Regions from separate parts of the Mus musculus genome. Here all the other regions are linked to region 2. A link is a contact called in public Hi-C and promoter capture Hi-C data. All regions are on one chromosome and are shown on one strand. Each heading gives the region's core, a stretch centred on a gene start, on an enhancer-like site or on the middle of the called end of the contact. The rest is flanking DNA. Distances are from core to core; before and after follow the strand shown.

Evidence for each region. Promoter capture Hi-C pulls out the DNA fragments that hold promoters and counts their contacts. A called contact is a pair of places that touch in the nucleus more often than the background predicts.
Region 1: a contact with region 2 is called in a promoter capture Hi-C map of liver, with 4 times the contacts expected there. The contact joins the enhancer-like site here to the promoter of Sstr1 in region 2. A contact is called at or near these places in 7 of 39 promoter capture datasets (the 3T3-L1 cell line, cranial neural crest, frontonasal cranial neural crest and 3 more), 2 of 115 datasets of contacts at active chromatin or transcription factors (SST interneurons and stem cell-derived neural progenitor cells) and 2 of 9 other capture datasets (liver and pancreatic islet).
Region 3: a promoter capture Hi-C map of embryonic stem cells shows a contact between it and region 2, with 2.3 times the contacts expected there. The contact joins the enhancer-like site here to the promoter of Sstr1 in region 2. A contact is called at or near these places in 7 of 39 promoter capture datasets (the 3T3-L1 cell line, 3T3-L1-derived adipocytes, embryonic stem cells and 3 more), 2 of 484 Hi-C or Micro-C datasets (both in embryonic stem cells) and 4 of 115 datasets of contacts at active chromatin or transcription factors (SST interneurons, embryonic stem cells and forebrain).
Region 4: a promoter capture Hi-C map of liver shows a contact between it and region 2, with 4 times the contacts expected there. The contact joins the enhancer-like site here to the promoter of Sstr1 in region 2. A contact is called at or near these places in 10 of 39 promoter capture datasets (3T3-L1-derived adipocytes, the HPC-7 cell line, HPC-7-derived erythroid cells and 6 more), 2 of 484 Hi-C or Micro-C datasets (both in cortical neurons) and 1 of 9 other capture datasets (liver).
Region 5: a Hi-C map of cerebral cortex shows a contact between it and region 2, with 2.5 times the contacts expected there. The contact joins the enhancer-like site here to the promoter of Sstr1 in region 2. A contact is called at or near these places in 2 of 39 promoter capture datasets (hippocampal neurons and liver), 5 of 484 Hi-C or Micro-C datasets (LSK cells, cerebral cortex, embryonic fibroblasts and 2 more) and 1 of 9 other capture datasets (embryonic stem cells).

The regions. Positions count from the first base shown.
Region 1 is chr12:57,869,957-57,873,579 of GRCm38.p6, reverse strand. No RefSeq gene overlaps it. Among named protein-coding and RNA genes, the nearest start is that of Gm46329, 79 kb to the left of the region's middle. Within about 2 kb of position 2,344, at least 3 of the 459 cell types and tissues checked have an H3K27ac peak or open chromatin away from gene starts, as enhancers often do. A contact at or near this core is called in liver, where this site is marked.
Region 2 is chr12:58,210,065-58,213,797 of GRCm38.p6, reverse strand. It overlaps Sstr1 (somatostatin receptor 1), which reads right to left and starts at 1,994. Exons shown (of 2, transcript NM_009216.3): 1 at 1,917-1,994; 2 at 1-1,552. The coding sequence starts at 1,205. The coding sequence ends at 30.
Region 3 is chr12:58,473,136-58,476,833 of GRCm38.p6, reverse strand. All of the region lies in intron 1 of Gm30687 (a long non-coding RNA gene), which reads right to left. Among named protein-coding and RNA genes, the nearest start is that of Gm40428, 33 kb to the right of the region's middle. Within about 2 kb of position 2,408, at least 6 of the 459 cell types and tissues checked have an H3K27ac peak or open chromatin away from gene starts, as enhancers often do. A contact at or near this core is called in embryonic stem cells, where this site is marked.
Region 4 is chr12:57,920,149-57,923,638 of GRCm38.p6, reverse strand. No RefSeq gene overlaps it. Among named protein-coding and RNA genes, the nearest start is that of Gm46329, 29 kb to the left of the region's middle. Within about 2 kb of position 1,953, at least 1 of the 459 cell types and tissues checked has an H3K27ac peak or open chromatin away from gene starts, as enhancers often do. A contact at or near this core is called in liver, where this site is marked.
Region 5 is chr12:57,902,005-57,905,661 of GRCm38.p6, reverse strand. No RefSeq gene overlaps it. Among named protein-coding and RNA genes, the nearest start is that of Gm46329, 47 kb to the left of the region's middle. Within about 2 kb of position 2,286, at least 3 of the 459 cell types and tissues checked have an H3K27ac peak or open chromatin away from gene starts, as enhancers often do. A contact at or near this core is called in cerebral cortex, where this site is marked.

The DNA of each region.
Region 1 (3,623 bases), core at 1,095-3,594, 340 kb after region 2:
AACTGGAGACCTGGAGGAGGGGAGACCACTGGGAGTATATGGGATAGCCATAGCTGAAACTAATAGCATCTGAGGCTATGGAGTCTGACGTGATCACCTCATATAGCCAGGAGGGACTTCTAGTAGAGATAGGGGAACACCAACCCACCCACAAAACCTTTGACCCAAAATTTGTCCTGCCTAGAAGATGTGCAGGAATAAAGATGGAGCAGATTGAGGAAATGACCAACCAATGACTGACACAACTTTAAACCCACTGCATGGGAGAGACTGACACTATTAATGATGCTATGTTACACTTGAAGACGGACGCTTAGCTTAACTGTCCTTTGAGGAGCTTAATTCAGAAGCTAACAGAAAGAGATGGAGAGACCCACAGTCAAACATTATGCAGAGCTCAGGGTAACTTGTAGAAGAGTCATGGGAAGGATTGAGGGAGCCAGAGGGATCAAGAACATCACAAAAAGACTTATGGAGTCAACTAACCCAGGCCTATAGGTGCTCACAGTGACTAAACCAACACTGGAGCTAGGCCCTGTACACGTTTGTAGATGTGCAGCTTGGTCTTCCTGTGAGTGCCCTAACAATTAGAGCGGGGACCAGTCTCTCACTCTGTTGCCTGCCTTTGCATTGTCTTCTCCTAGCTGGGCTGCCTTGTCCGGCCTGAGGAGAGAATTGGGCTTAGTCCTGCTGTGACATGTTGTGTCAGGACAAGCTAGTACCCCTAGGGGAACTTCCCCTTCTCTTCACTGGGAGAAGGGCTGAGATTGGGATGCAGAGAGAAATTTTTAAAAAGCTGTTGCATAAGTGTTCTATAGACTCTTGTCAAATACAAACTGATCATAAATTTTGAAACACCTAAAGATGGCCACAAGGATGATCTGTATCCTTCTTATAACGTAGACAGATGAAAGTAAACAAATCACAGATGTTATTCTAACTTTTGACATAACTATTAGGAAACATTAAATATTACAGAATGTGTGAAGAAATATTTCATCTGTAATCCGGAAATGTTATTCTTCAAAACTTAAGAAAATAACAATGGCTCCACAATAGTTGCTGAAAACAATCTCTAATAAGTCTAGCTATCATTTAGCCTTATTGCAGAGAACATTCAACTATAAGAAAAATACCCAGACCAAAGGTCTTCCTGGTTACTGCATTATAAAATCTATTATTGCATCTCCCCTGGAAAATACACCTCACAAGACTTGCTCCCAACTAAGGACCCAACTAAGACTCTTAGCCCGACTCAATCTTGGCTTTAGATAAATGGCAAAATGACTGCCATGCAAAATATGTCTGGCTTCCTTCCTATTTTCTCTTACACAGACATTTCTAATAAAATCTTGCATGTTTAATCCTAGCTTGGCTTCTGCTCTTCAGATGACCCAGACTAAGACAAATAGAAATGTAGTTTGAGAACATAATTTAATTCCACATGCTAATTTGAAATTAAATGCTTGTGAAATACTGCTTCTTTAAATCAAGATGTACATGTAGTGTCCAAAATAAAAACCTATATAATGGCAAAATAAAGAAAACTACATATCCTCATGAAGATGGATACGTCACTGAATAAACAAAACTATATCAAAGGAGTGATGGTGCTTGTTTTGGGTAGTGACTTTATACCTGATTTTAACTTTTTTATGTTTCTAAGTATTGGAAGTTTCCTAAAATGAGATTTTTTTTATTAAATATCACAACCTGAAAGAAAACAAATTTATAGGCTGGCAGATAATAAACAATTTGGCTGAACATAAAATGTGATGGGATGGAGACACAATACTTTCTTAAAATAATTTAATGTTCCATTTGATCTATTATTTTAAAGTGACACATCAAAGAGAAATGCAAACTCAAGATTTCCCAGTATTTTGATTAATTTAAATATATGGGTTTAAATCATTGTGGTTCTTAACAATGAACACATATAAACTATCTGTTGGATGTTTATGAAAGACTGTGTTCCTGTTAGGGGAGTAAGAAATAAACCTCATTTTAAATTTTAAATCAAAGAACTGTGTGTTTGATTTGATTTGATTTTTTTACAGATTCTTAACTTAAGAAGACATTACTTTAATCTGAGTTCCAAGTCCTAAGGCCCATTGCTTCTGAAGCTTGCCAAGGGAGGGAGGGAGACTTGGAAATGGGTGAGGTAGGAGTAGGCAGTCTTCTTGACTTACGGTATGTGGCAGGTAGTTAGGTGGTGCCCTTTTTGTATAAGGACCTGACTTGCTGCTTTGATGTGAACAATGAGGACAGCATTGCTGCAGTAGGAACACAGAAGTCTGCCATCTCTGGGATCTGGGAGAGTAGAAGAACAACACAGCATCATCGACCTAGCACTTTTAATGTCAATATATTTTGCAACTTCCATGGACAAGTTGCACTTTGCTCTCTGTCAGCCCATTATTGATCAAAAGCATGCTCTAGATTTTATTGAAAATATGTTAATTGTAGGGGTGGCATATCATACAAACTAGTGTATTTGAGGATTTGGTAGTACAAAGTGGGTCTTTGGTTGCAGCTCATAAATAAGCCAACAGCCAAGAATATTTGGAAACTAATGAGCTGTTTGGGGAATTGATCATTTTTATGAAGAAGAAGTTATCCATGTAATATTTAATTTTAGTAAAAATTTATTTTCTATATTAGCTGTAAAATAGAATTCATAACACAAATTCTCCTCACAAAATTTTAAAGTAATTTGCATATTTTCTGCTTACTTTGTTTGTTTTTGAGATTGTATTTTAATTACAATATCTCTCCCTTCCCTTTCCTCACCCCCAAATCTTTCTAAATAACCTCTCCACTCTCCTTCAAATTCATGGTCTCTTTTTTCCAATTTTTATTAAATGCATACATCTATTTGTACGTGCATATAGATTCTCAAATACAACTTATTGAGTCCATAGAATGTGTCTTAGTCAAGGTTTCTATTCCTGCACAAACATCATGACCAAGAAACAAGTTGGGGAGGAAAGGGTTTATTCAGCTTACATTTTCACATTGATGTTCACCAAAGGAAGTCAGGATTGGAACTCAAACCGGTCAAGAAGCAGGAGCTGATGCAGAGGCCATGGAGGGATGTTATTTGCTGGATTTGTCCCCTGGCTTGTTCAGCTTGCTTTCTTATAGAACCCAGGACTACCAGCCCAGAGATGGCACCACCCACAATGGGCCCTCCCCCCACTTGATCACTAATTGAGAAAATGCCTTACAGCTGGATCTCATGGAGGCACTTCCCTAACTGAAGTTCATTTCTCTGTGATAACTCCAGCTTATGTCAAGTTGACACACAAAGCCAGTCAGTACATAATGTTACTTTTATCTGTGTTTTCAGAGCTAACCTTTTGGTGCTGGACAACTAATCACCATGCTTTTCCCCAGGGGAGGACCATCTCTCCTGCTCCCCAGGGGAGGACCCTCTCCTGCTCCCCAGGGGAGGACCACCTCTCCTGCTCCCCAGGGAAGGACCACCTCTCCTGCTCCCCAGGGGAGGACCACCTCTCCTGCTCCCAGCTTTACTTGGTTCCCTGTAGTTGTTGCAAAACATTAAGTTCTTGTGAGTTTTTCTTCATGCAATTTGGCATATTCTACTGGTATCCCCATGC
Region 2 (3,733 bases), core at 745-3,244:
CACTCCCCCCCTCCCGGCAGTGCCCGGCCTCAAAGCGTGCTGATCCTGGAAGCGCAGGTGCCATTACGGAAAACGCCTCCAGACTCCAGATTCTCGGGCTGGAAGTCCTCCACGCTGTAGGCTCGACTCTTCAGGGCAGTGGCATAGTAGTCGACTGGTTCCTCCGCAGCGTTATCCATCCAGCTGAGGCACAGGATGCGCTGGAAAGAGCGCTTGAAGTTGTCCGACAGGAAGCCGTAGAGGATGGGGTTGGCACAGCTGTTGGCATAGCCCAGGATGACAGACAACTGGCTCACGGTGGCGTCGTCTTGCTCGGCGAACACGTTGACCAGCTGTACCACGTAGAAAGGCATCCAGCAGATGACAAAAACCATCACCACCATCATCACCATTAGAGTGATCTTGCGCTCTGAGCGCTTGCGCTGCTGCCAGCCAGCCTTGAGGGCCACCATGCGCATCTTGGCAATGATGAGCACATAACACAGGCAAATGGCCCCGACAGGCAGCAGGAAGCCCATGAGAAATGTGTATAAGACGAAGCCCACCAACCAGCGCTGGGCGGGCTCGGGCATGAGCATGTTGCAGGCTACCGTGCCATCGCTGTTGGCTGCGGTGCGTGAGAAGACCACGATGGGCAAGATAACCAGTAATGACAGGACCCACACGCCCAGGTTCACTACTTTGGCCACAGTGGGCCGACGGTAGCGCGCTGCCTTGATCGGGTGCACCACAGCCACATAGCGGTCCACACTAAGCACAGTCAGACAGTAGATGCTGGTGAACATGTTGACCGCATCCACGCTGAGCACCAGGCGGCAAAGTAGCGCGCCGAAGGGCCAGTGGCGCAACAGCGTGGAAGTGACCAGAAAGGGCACGCTGAGCATGAGCAGCTCATCAGCAATAGCCAGGTTTAGAATGTAGATGTTGGTAGCGGTCTTCATCTTGGCGTAGCGCAGGATCACATAGATGACCATAGAGTTCCCACACAGTCCCACCAAGCATACCACGGAGTAGATGAAAGAGATGAGAATGGCGCTACCCTGTCCCTCGCTTAAGGTCCCATTCTGGGAAGCGTTTCGTCCAGGCTCTTCCATGCCGTCCGCAGCGCCGGACCCCGGACCCCTGCTGCAGGCTCCTTCCCCGCAGCTGCCTGGGCTGGGGCTTGGAGAAGAGGAGGGAGAGGAGGCGGTGCCATTGGGGAACATCCCAGCTGAAGTGGGCCGGTGCGGCTGCCGGCTGGGGCGCTCACCTTGCGCCCTTGCTGTCTGCGCCCTCCCTAGGCTCAAGGCTCCAAGCTCACAGCTCACCGCCGCCTGGCGCCACCCGGCAGAGCGCAGCAGCTGTGGCGAGCGCGGCTCCGACTGAGGCCGCCGGGAGCATCACCCAGCGGCAGCTTGCTTGAGCGCTGTCTCTCTTGCAGCTCCGGGGGTCCTGGGCACACTGGAGAGTGGAGAGGAGAGGCCAAGAGGCTAGAGCCCAGCGCGGCACATCCATTAAGTGGAAAGGCTCTGGACTGATGAATGATTAATAAGCGGCACCATCGCGTCAGCAGCTACGAAAAAGCAGGCGGGGGGGGGCACATAGGTGGTTTATTCCCCCACCGTCATCGCTCCCCCCCATTTCTAGTCCCCTCTAAGCTCAACTCAAAGATTGCTTCAGATTTCTCTCACAGCATCTTCAGGCATTCCTAGGACAGACCTGAGGAGTTTCTCTACATTTCAAATGGGTAGGTGCCAGTCAAGAATGTAGATTCTGCCCCTTTCCACCCGACTCCTACTCTAAGTAAAGACTGAAGCAAACCCCAGACATTTATGTCTGGAGTTCTTCATTTCTTTCTGCTGCTGCTCTCTTCTGGTGATGGGGGCGACTCCACCTGTCCCTAAGCCACTCTCCAGGACAGGACCCTGAACACCTACCTCCTTTCCTGCTTGCCAGTTCTTTAAACCTGTACCTGGAGATTTCAGGCCTTCAGATCCCCAAGTCAATGATGTCTCCAGATGGCCCTTGCAAAGTGCTTGTAAGGTCTGGCGGCGCTCTGACGTTCTTTGCAAGGTCCAACTGCCTTTGGGGCTGGCCGCTGCACAAGTGCCCACGCAAACACTAAGCGGTGGAAACTAGACCTAAGCCAATAGCGGTATGAGCACGAAGGACCACAGTGGTGTGTTAAGGGATGCTGAGTTACAACATCCGTAGCCCTCCACTCTGCAGCAGGGAGTGTTCAGGGGAACTGAGTGAACCATTGCGACTCTCTAACAAAGCATGTAGTTCTCTGAGCCCCATCCACCTCCCCTAGGAATATCAACAGCAGAAATCAGGATGAGGGGCAGAGAGCTCAGGATGAGGCTGGCACTGCCCCAGGAACCTGCCTGGCGCCGTATTGGAAATCCATGTAGGTGTTCACTAGGGAAAGATTAGGCTGCGCGGCTTGGAACAGCTGTGCCCGCGCGTCCAGGCTGTACTTTGTACCCTGGAGAGTTGGCGGGGTGGGGGGATGGAAGTGGAGAGCGCCAAGGCCTGAACAGGCAGGTGTGCCAACTCTTAATCTATGAGTGGCTGGCTGAGCAACTGATGGAAGCCTGGGATCAGTGGCAAGGCATTCAAGCTTTCCTCCATGGAACCCTAAGGAAAACTAGGGCCTTGAGGTATGACCCCTCTGTGTCCCAAGTGCCGAAACCATTAAGATATGGATATTAAGATCCCAGGTCCAAAGCTCCTCAACCTACAATTCCCATCCCTAGTCTAGGAACTGCAGGCTTTTGTTTGAGAAAGAATGGATGTTGATATTTAAGGGACCCTGGAGTTCCCAGGACTCCGAACTTAGGGACTCTTTGGCCTTACAGTCACTTTCTGTCAAAGGATTCAATCACCTATTCCGTTTCATGAATGCTGTTTCCTTCCAGGAAATCCCTGCAAGTCTTAGCCTGAAGCATGGCCAGGAAGACTGGCCTGCTGCAGTCCAGTGCTCACTCGAGCTTTGCTGCTTGCAACTGCTTATCTTCCTCAGTCTCCCTCTCACATCTCCACCAAGAGGGGCACATTGGGAACTAGAATTACAGAAGCTGTTCATACCGGACAATCTAGAATGTGCAAATCTGGACACCGCATCAAAAGCAAAACGCTTATACCTTAATGGCTTGTTGTTTACTCTCAGCAACCGCCTACACATGGGTGCTCCAGTCTCTCAAACGAAGCAGTGCTTGGAGAGAAATAATCACGTGTACTGTCCATGACGGCAGAGCAGTCAGATCGCAATCAATGACCACAGACTCCCTCGGAGTGCGTACAACAGACACTGAATTATTCATGAGAAAAAAATGTTTGAGTAGAAGGGGAGATTTGATAGGACTGGGGCTGTGGAATGCATTGCTTTACCTAAACAAACCACCTTACCTGAAGTGGAATGTGAAATGGAGGGGAGGGAGTTATGTTTCAATAAATAAATAAATAAATAAGTAAATAAAAATAAATAAATAAATAGCAAATAAATAATACAGCATACATAGAGGAGGCAGGGAATGTATATTGGGGTAAAAACAAAACAAAACTGAGATTTTTCTGAGAGGAATATTTTCCTAGCCAACCCTTGATGAGATTTCAGTGCCTTTGCCAACCACTGATTTAAGGCACCTGGCTGCATTTCTGGGCTGGTTTTTCAAAGGTCACTATTTAGAGGCATTGGCTTTGATCATGGTGGTTGGGGTTTGATCATTGGTGGGGGTGGGAGTTTATGAAA
Region 3 (3,698 bases), core at 1,159-3,658, 260 kb before region 2:
GACAATTACTACCTCCTTCCATTTTTCTAAAACAACATCTGTAACATTTTTAGTTCTTATCTGTTATAGTTTATTGGCTTCAACAAATAGCACACCTGCCTTTTCTGTTTTAAAAAAATGCACACATGTTGGAATTTTTTTGGTTGTTACTTATGTGATAGATAATCACTCAAAACAAAAGCCCTCGGTGATATATAAAGAATGAAAAGTATTACTCATCATGTGCCTTTGACTTCAATGAGGTCTGTTGACTTGTGCTGGGCTCATTTGAAGAAGGTTAAAATACAGTTGAGTCTTTTTCACATGCCTTATCCTTCTTGGACTAGTAGACAAACTTCAATTAGTTTTTCTCACAGTGATGACATTGTAACCATAATTGTTAAAATCCTGGCTTTGAGGATATCTGTTAATAGGCCATTATTCAAAGAAGGTGGCACTGTGAAGGTTGGAGGGAGGCATGGAAATATATATATATATAGTTTTGGTAACATGGATAAAAAAGTTTCAGGGAAAGTTAGTTGTAGATCCAGGGATTGAAAAAATAGAGCCAGTAATTCAACAAAGCATCAGGAAATGAAAGCATAAGATACATTTATAACATTTAAAAAATATAAATGAGATAAGGGACAAACCACTGGAAGTGGGTCACTGAAGCCATCTTTAAGGAAACTACATCACTTACAAGTTGAAGAGCTTGTTTGAGTCCATGAAGAAAGAACTCTAACATATGTCTCTGAAAGAGATGGAGAAAAAAAAATATTCCTTGTCTGTGGAGCATTTAGAGTTTTAGTGTGAAGACTTAGATAGCAGCCTGTAGAATGTTGAGAGGTGATATAACACTAGGATGTGAAGCTTAGTGGTAGGAAGTTATAGCACTGTGGACAGGCCCTTGGGTACACTGGATCTCCAAGCCCTGTCTCTTTGTTTCTTAGCTGCATGCGTATAACAGCTTTGTTCTACTGTTTGTTTCCTGCAATGATAGACTGCCTGACTATAGACCTAAAAGCAATGAATACAGCCAGCCGTGGCCTGAAATCCTCTAGACGATTAGTCAAATTAAATCTTTCCCCATTTTAATATTAATTAATTAATTTAATAATTTTAATATCTTATCATTGATATTTTGTCAGTACAATGCAAAGTCCACCTACACAAACTTCCAGGGTATCAGGTTTAGCTAAGGCAGTTCCATGTGGCCTTATTCTGTAAAAACTAGACAGCCAGTGTTGTTATGGAGAGAGGCAAAATAATGAATTTTGGATTTGACAAAGGTCACTGGCTATGGTGTACAGAACCAGTTGTAGGGGGCAAAAAGGAAATAACAGGGGCAGATAGAGAGTGATTGCACAGTATCAGAGGGAGCAGAGAGAGAGAGCGAGTGCTCAATATCAGAGGGAGCAGAGAGTGACTGTGCAGTATCAGAGGGAACGTATTTGATCCTGCCCTTGAGGAGAGCTGTAGGATGAAGACTGAGACAGCAATGAGACAATGTGAAAATAGGACGGATAACCAGAGTGTCTTCTTATCCCCCACCACAAAGCTGCCGCTTATTCTGCCTCATCCATGCTCTTTCAGCTTTCTGTTCACCCAGGGTGTGTGTCTACACAGTAGGTTCCACATTTTGCTTGTTAAATAGTGTACTTTTCCCGCTGCACTCTGCCTAGCTGGACGCTCGTTCATCCTGTAGCTCTAAGTTCCAGTATCGCTAATTCATAAAACAATCACACGATGGTGCAGAAAACGGTGTTTCCAGCATGACCCTTTAATGACAATGTGAGATTCATTCCGTGATTATTTAGTTAGTGCCTGCATCTCCCTGAAGACATAAGTTTGGTTTTATGATGCTGTTCTGAGTTCTGTTCTCAGTTCTTTAGTGCATATATTTTAAGAAATTAACCCATGAGGGCCTCGGCATAGAATGCTTGGGTATATACTTGCATTGTTCAGGATACTCTAGAGGAAATGAACTTAGATAGTGAATATATACTACAAAGGGTTTATGAGATTGGCGTATATGGTATTCAGTGGGTAGTCACAGTCCAACAATGGCTGTCTGAATACTGAGGAGGATGAGAGCACAGAGGCCCAGTGCATGAAGCCAGATGCAGCAGCACTCCCAGTCTGGCACCGAGAGCAGGGAGGCTTCTCCGAGGGCTACCAGTCCTCAGTGAGCTTTGGAAAGCACAGGCTGGTTTTCCATGTCAGTGAATGATTGCTTTGGCAACAGCAACAGCAACAGCAACAGCAACAGCAACAGCAACAGCAACAGCAACAGCAACAGCAACAGCAACAGTAACAGCAACAGCAACAGCAACAGCAACAGTAACAGCAACAGCATCAAAAGCAGCAGTGGAGTAGATGCACTTTCTAGTAAGGGGTGGAGGCAAAACAGCAAAAGGCAACATTCTCTTGAACTGTTCTTCTCAAGGTCACAGTGGGGAGCTGCTATCCATTCTCTCAGAGGACTGTCTTCATCCTCAGGTGACCCTTCCAGGAAATAACCTCAGAGACCTTCTCAGAGGCTGGGCTTCTAGTTTGTTCCAGTTCTAATCACCTTGATAACCATCACAAAATTTGATCAATTGAAGTTTAAAGTGTTCCATTACTGGCAGTGACAAAGTGACAATGTTTTTTTTTGTTTGTTTGTTTTGTTTGTTTTGGGTTTTTTTTGTTTTTTTTTGTTTGTTTGTTTTGTTTTTTCAGTTAATTTAAAGTTAGTAGTAGTCAGGATGAACTAGAAAAGGCTGAAACTCAAAATCAGGGGTACTTTTCAGAAAGCAGAATAGAGTTAGCTAATAGGTCATACTAAAACTGAATATGCTCCTTATAAAAAGATTTGGTACTTGCCGCAGGGATACTTCTGTGACCTGTTGACTGTGATCAATACTTCCCAAAGACTGTAGATTAAGAGTGAGCCACTGAGTTGCAATAAGTATCATATTAAAATTCATGGTGCTGCTAAATGACAGGAAATCTGCTGGAGCAGAACCCAGGATGAACAGGATGAATTTACATTTACTCAGGGCCTTCACCCTGGTGTCATGTTTCCTCCCTCTAGTCCCTGAACAGAGGCCCCAAAGGACCTTGGGGGAAAGGTCATTCTCAAAGCTTGAAAGTGCAAAAAAAAAAAAAAAAAAGGGGGGGGGGGATTAGGCAGCACACCCTGAAGTAAGGTGGGATGAACAGCACCTTGCAATACTCTGCTCTCAACACAAAGAAAGCAGAGAACCATTCCTCCCAGAGGCCACTCCCTCAAATCTGCATCAACCTTTGTATCCTTTTAAAAGGTTACTAGTCTCAGGTCCAGCTGCTCTGAGCGCTGAGGATGGCACTCAGGAGACCCGTGTAACTGAGTAAGAAATCAGTTTTATTCAAGGTCAGGCATCCGGAGATGATGAAGGTAGGGTTAGTATCTCAGAACTCCATCTTAGGGAATTCAGAGGCACTAGGCTCTATTTTAGGGAGATAACAGATGTGCCAAAAACAGTGGCCGAAACCTTTATTAGCATGGTAGCCAGGGACTTCCTTATTCCGAAGAATGCACAAGTGTTTCTCTCCTACCCCACCCTCTTTGTGTCTTCAGCTCCTTAGAATTAGATGTTATATGAAGGACATATTTCTTTTCTGCAAGTTAAACCTCACAGCAATTTACATGCATTGGGTAGTTGACACATAGAATAAAAGACTCAGGAAGAACC
Region 4 (3,490 bases), core at 704-3,203, 290 kb after region 2:
AGAAGGGTTTCTTTGAATTCTAGGCCAGCCAGGTCTATAGCATGAGTTGCAAGCCAGCCAAGGCTATATTGTAAGAGCCTATCTCAAGAAAGAGGAAGAGGACAAAGATGAAAGATTATCATTCATTTGAAATGCAGCATGACGACTTAGTTCATCTCACCATGTTGTCTGGGCTATAACCCAGAGTTGTCATTCTTCAAGGTCTTCAGATGTCATAGAACACATTAAAATATTTTTAGATACACCTGTGTGCCCAGCACCACACTAATTAACCTAAACCTGTAATACTAAAAATCCTAGAGAGAAAAATCAATTAGCCATGTTAATCCTGTCATTATGTGACCAATACAGGAGTATCTGTAATGCTTGTTCATGATGGAACACGTACAAACGGTACTTAAAACTACAATCATAACATGTTCCAAGAGTAATTTTTCATTCAATAATTGAACCTTCAGGAAAACTTCCATAGCAAGCATTGTCTCTGCACCATAAGTCACTGAAATTGAAGAAAAGCTTTTTGTCAGCTCAACAGTGACTCCGAATGCATTACCCCTTGCAGGAAAGCCAAGCTTCTGTCTGGAAGCTACAGAACAGAAAGTTGAGGTCCCCGGAGACTCTCTCAGGTGTGCACCATTGCTTCATCCGTCCGTTTTTAAAGCAACCCTTTCCAGAGACCCAGGAGACTCCTCTCTAAGCATGAGAAGGCAGCCTCACCCTGACCAAGAAGCTCTGGGAGCAGAAATGCCCCATAATTCTCCCGTGTGGGTGGCTATATCTGCTGCTTCCCTTCTCTTCACTACAGACCACAGTCTGAAACCATTTTATTCTCACTTCTGTCTGTTCATTTTGAAGCATCTCCCACTTTGTCCTGACGAGCCAGGAAAGGTTTTCCAGGAAGTTAGAAATCATAGTTTATTCCACTTTATCTCAAATGCCTAGCACGGCTTATGACAGGGCTCAACAGATAATTTTGATTAAAATTAATTAATGTTCTCACAAAGCAAACTAGAGGAGAGGGGAAAGCAAGGCTGTGGGTAGCCTTTCAGCTTCTGCCCTGCCTCTGGTAATTTTATGTTCCAGACTTTCGACTTCCTCTGGTGGTTATTAACAAGTGAGTGGACACCATTTCCACTGTCCATCAAAACACGAGAATGTAATTCAATTCCTTTGGTTGCATTTAAAGCTGTGATGTGAAAAATACCAGACAGGAACTACTTCTTCCAAGTACAACACTAGGATGCATATTTTCTAAATATTCCTTGTGACTAGCATAGCTGCATTATTGGGGGGAAAGACAAAGAAGAGCCACTCTTAGACACTATATTACACCCTCATAGAACACCTTTTTTTTGGCACAGCCTGTATCGTACAGTCTGGAGTATCAAGGTCAGATTTTGCAAGAGAAGCCAAAAAGTGCTGTCAGGAAACAAAGATCTCTGAGCATTGTTTACTCAGTGGTTCTAGTAGCCAGCTCAGCACCTGGCAAGAGCAATGCATGTTGGGCAACTTGCCTGTTAATGAACAAATTAGAAAGTGTTTTTCCAACTCCTGGACATAGACCTAATTTTTAAATGCCTAAAAAATAAAAATAAAAAAGTTAGAGAGTTACACTTCAAGTATACAAAGATGATTTTATGGCAATAGTGGGAAAAAAGTAATTTAGTAAAATAGTTGATGCAGCATCTCTAAAAATTGAAATTAAGAACTTTTTAAGTCTTAGAAGCATTAAAATTGCAGGGCCACCAAAAATATGCAAGTGAACGTGCTATAATGTATGCCGTTGAAACCTTGACTTCTTATTTAATAGACCACTTCTAATAATTTTTCATGTTGGACGAGATTAGCTTTTGTTTTCTCTCTACTTTCTAAGTAAATACAAATGGCTTAGCTATTTACTTTTATTTTTATTCTTCCCTGGCTCAGGTTCTTGCTCCTGTTGGCCAAATCACTCCTATCTCCAAAAAGGAAATTCAGTATGTTCCAGGGAACAAACTGTGGAGTCCTGTGATTAGGGCCAGTTAGCTTATTAACTTAATAGATGTAAAGAGCACATGAAGTCTCCTGCCAAGATGCTTATGCCAAATTCTACCAGTGTAGTAAAAGAAAGCATATGTTGGGTAAACCCTCTATGCACAAGAAGGGAAAGATAAAGAGAAGATGACAATTCTCACTCCAACTTGGGGAAGATAGATGTTGAGGAGCAATACTTGACAGAGCAACCTCCCAGGTGGAGAATTGACTAGGAGAGTAGCCTTTCCATTAGAGGGTTCCCTCTTCTGATTTATGAAACACACCAGTACAGAGACAATAATCTTGATGTAGCCACATGCCCCAACACATAAGTCTTGGCTACAACATTCAAATTGATGCACATCCAGAGTCCCGAGTTCCTGGAAAACACTTAGCATTTCTACTAATATCTGTGTGCCTTTGTTTCCTTGGCTATATACGAGTATAGTAGCTCATGGGATTACTGCAAAAGTCAAACACAAACCTTAAAAAATGCCGGAGGACATAAAAGGAGTGGAATGTGCTTATTACTGGAATAATAGCATGGTGATTTCTTTTCAATATAAGAATGTGCTTTCCCTGAAACCTGCAATGACATATAATCCAAACTTTTTTAAATTATTAAGACATTATGTAGATTGTATTATTTGTCCCAATCCTTCACCTCTACTCTGATTTCATGTCTAACTGTTTCTGCCAGTGGAATAGGGTATCAGGAGTAACGTTGTCAGTTCCTTCCCTAGACCCTTTTACCCCTAACAGTATGAGAACATGCCTTAGGAATTCTTCTGATCCAAGGAGATGAGGAGGTACATGAAACAGACAAATAGACTGAGAGTATATGTGTAGAGAATGGTATCACCTCAGGACACCCCAAAACCAAGTTTTCAGTGCAAAGGATATTCACTTGCCCCGAAGGAACAAGAGCAGGGCAAGACAGGAGATAGAGGAGAAGGGAGACATATTTGTCAGCCCCAAAAGGAGGGTGGGGGATGATTGACAAGAAAGGACTGCTTTTAGATAGAGAGGAAACAGATGTAGCCCATAGGGAAATGATGGTTTATAAAGTAAAAGGGTAAACCCCATGTTACTATGAAGTGGTTAATTTTAACTGGGCATGTTAGTTACATGAGTCAAAGGGGGCTTTTTACTGCTGGACTTCAATACTTTGATAGCTGGACCTTGGTGGTCAGCCTCAGGAAGAGGACATAGCCACATAAGGGCACAGACCTCTGTGTCTAGCTTTAGGAATATAATCTAACAGTTTTTAGCAAGGCAGAAAGCATGTTTGCCATGCTCGGGCTGGCAAGAGTCCCTTCAATGTGCATGTGGTTGTTATAACAATACACAGATATTCTCTTGCACATTCTCCTGTAGCTATCTCAGCCATATTCTACATAATCATAGAAAAATAGATTTGAGCAATGATGGTGACATAGCCATGACAATAATGCAAATTGTTCAGCTTTAGCTGTGT
Region 5 (3,657 bases), core at 1,037-3,536, 310 kb after region 2:
GGTTTTAACTACTTGGGAGATTAGCAGTTAACAGATGAATCTTGCTGTTTTTTGACATCTCTTTTAAGGGCAAAAATAGCTTTGAAGATTTTTTCTGGAATCGTAAGTGCTCCCACCTCTTTTCCCATTTAGCTATTGAATATAAGCAGGGTAGGAAGAATTTCTGATAGTTTCTTCTGTTAGTACGATAGCAATTATTATTTAATTTACTGAATGCTAGATACTGTTAACATACTAATTCTTCAAACTTTCTTCAAAGCTATTGACTTAACAGCATTAATAATGTTAGACCACTAAGTCTGTTTCCCATATTGGTAGAATTTGTCCCCCTTGGGTAAGGTTTCAAGTGAAAAACTTCAAAGAATATAAAGGATAAAAACAACTTCACACAACATATCTGTACAGAAGGCTCATACAACAAACTCATGAAGCAGCCAGCTTTGAGATTAGAAGAGACCATTTATAGCTAAAGCTAAAAAGCAGATCCTGATTTTATCACTAAATTGCGTGACTCCTGAAGTAGTCAGTGTGAGTGGCATCTGATCTGTCATAAAAAGCTGAACTCAAGCATCTTCTTTCTGCTCACAGGAGCCGTTTCTCACTTAGTTTTCCCTTTTGCTCTTGGAAAGGAAAGGAGAAAATGGAATAAACACTAGGTGAGGAACAGAAAAAAAAATGCTCTGAGTTTTCCTGAAGATAAAAGGTATCTATCTACTCAGCCAACACACAGTCAACATGTAGATGCTCAAATTGGGATAATAGCAAATACAAGTGACCTTGGATGCTATGGAAAAAGAGTTCAGTGCCCTCTGGTGGATCATGAAAAGGGGCCATTTGCTTTTCCTTCTGAGTCCTAAGAGCTCAGGATACCAGCCGTGCCTGCTTCCACTTCTTCCCTTGGCTTCCTTTGGTTTTCTTATCTGTATATTTTTCTGAATTATAACACTGTCAGCTTAGGATTGATTTGCAGAAGATAGAAAACTACTTTCAGAGCAAAGGAGATTTGAAAAGGAGACCCAGGTTTCCTCAAACAAGCAGGCTGTATGTTGGCCTTTGAGAAATGGCTTTGATAGAGCCCCTTCTGAACTTCTCTGCCTGAGCACCTGCTTGCCTTAAGGAAGTGCGGTAATTATGTTTCTCATAGCATCTGTCTTCAACAGCCCACTCTTAGCTTTGCTTTAAATCCTGACTCCCAGTTGCTATAAAATTATCATTTAGATAGAAGAATTCTGCTGGGGTTTGGGGTCTGATTTTCACAAATAACTACAGAAAAAAATTAAAACTATATTTTTATTTTTAAAATTTTAATTTCACATTAAAAGAAAACTTACCAGAAGTGCATTTGATTGTCCAGATCAAATGACATTTGTACTGTGAGCATAGTGAGTATATGAAATGAAAATCTTAGCAATCTGGTATAGTTTGCCAGTCAGAAGACATATTAGAACATTTACTCAGATTCCATATAGCAAATTACTTATGGGTTATAAAGTCATTTCTTTAATGGGCCATGAATTCAATTGATTTTTAGTAAAATATAACAGAATGAAACAGAACATATATCACTAGATTTTGTGCAGATAATGAGTTTGATTTTGTAAAGTCTTTTATTATGCAAAGTAAGCACATAGACATATATTGGATCAATATTTTGATAGTCACTTCACTAAATGGAGATAGAATACATTTTGAACATCAATATCCAACGTAAACTGTGAAGATGAAATTATATTTAAAATAACTTTATATGTTTTCTATGGTTACCATGGTAAATACACAAGGTTAGTGCCTCAAAGCAACATGAATTTAGTCTATACTCCTATAGTCAAGAAGTCTAAATATGAGTCTCAAGCTAACATCACAATGCTTTCACATCTGCATTCCTGTCTAGAGGTTTAGCAGATGGGACAGGGCCACTGCCTTTTCGTTTTCTGAGGTTTTGTTTTGTTTTTGACTTGGGCTTTGTTTTGTTTTGTTTTTCAACTCAGAGTTTCTCTGTGTAGCCCTGGTTGTTCTGGAACACACTCTGTAGACTAGGTTGTCCATGAACTCTCAGAGATTTGCCTCCAGAGTGCTAGGATTAAAGGTGTGCACCACCACTGCTCATAGGCTACCCATCCTCAGTCTAGAATCTTCATTTCTACATTTCCAGCTGGTCTTTCTCTTTCCTGAGCTTCTAGAATCCCTGTCTATGGATTCCAAGTCCCCACTGCCTCACAGTCTTCCTGGGCAGTGGCACTTTCAGGATTCGCTGCTGCTCTCAGAAAAGCTGTGGGACTGGCCTGGCTTCTCCTCGGAGCTTGCTGATTTCCAAGGAGTCTCTTTGCTTGCTTGCCCCACTCTTTTGAAAGGTTGCTAGGCAGCATGGTTTTCATGGCTTTACTCCTTTGCTGTTTGGATTTTGTGTTTCATAAGTAATTCATCCCTTATTGTAGAGATGTTCAGTTTCTGCTGGTGCTACTTTTTTCCTAAATAATTAAATGTAATAAAAGGAACTTACACTTATCCTTCTCAATTTTTTCTCATTATTTTTGAGAATTTTATACAATGAAGTGTGGTTTATATGTAGTCTCATCTCCCTCATTCAGTTTCCTTCTTATCCCACATCACACCTCCTTCCCAAGTTCATGTTGTTTTCTTGTTTTCATAGTCTATTAAATCCATTTAGTGCCCCAAATACATGCATAGACATGAGAGCATTAATAAAAGCATGGGAATCTACCAGCAGCAACATCATCAAAAGGGAAAAATTCATCCTCCCTATTATATTTAAAAATGCTCTAAGGAAACAAAATACTTTTTATGCTAATTAAAATTTTAGAAATAAAAAGTTCTTTATTTCTTATTTGTTTCACTTCCAGGACCTGCAACCCCATCAAAATATATCCCATGACCACAAAATAATAAAAAAAAAATAGATAAAAGAAACAGACCATCTCATACCCATTTCAGATAGCTACTATTTAAAACAAAGGGGCGAAGGAAGGTGAAAGCCGGAAATAGCAAGTGATAGTAAAGAGAGTGAACAATTGGGATGGTGTCCACTGTTGACAGCGCTATAGGCAGTGCAGCCAAGATAGAAAATAGCATGCATGTTCCCATGAGAGCAACAAACACAGATAGCATGTGTCTTATGGTTTCATAGCTGTGAAGGGGCACCATGTCCAAGACAACTATTTTTTTTAATTTTTAATAATATTTACTTAATATAAATATATAAATACTTAACTATTTAATAATATATTTTAATACTCATTAGGTTTTTTTTGGTTTTTTTGATTTATGTTTTATTGCATTGTGATGAGAAAAGATACATAATTTCAATTTATCTGAATTTGTTAACAATTAAAAATATAGTTTGAGGGTGTGGTGGCACACACCTTTAATCCCAGCACTCGAGAGGAAGAGGCAGATTTCTGAGTTGGAGGCCATCCTGGTCTTCAAAGTGAGTTCCAGGACAGCCAGGGCTATACAGAGAAACCCTGTCTCAACCCCCCCCCAATATATATATATATATATATATTGAATAAATAGACTTCTTTCCCTTTGTACCCCAACTCCTCCCGGAGAGCCCCCACCCCTTCAAACCCTGCAATACTTTTCATATTTTATCATATTCTTTAAATTTATAAAATATTGTAACAACAAAAATGAGTA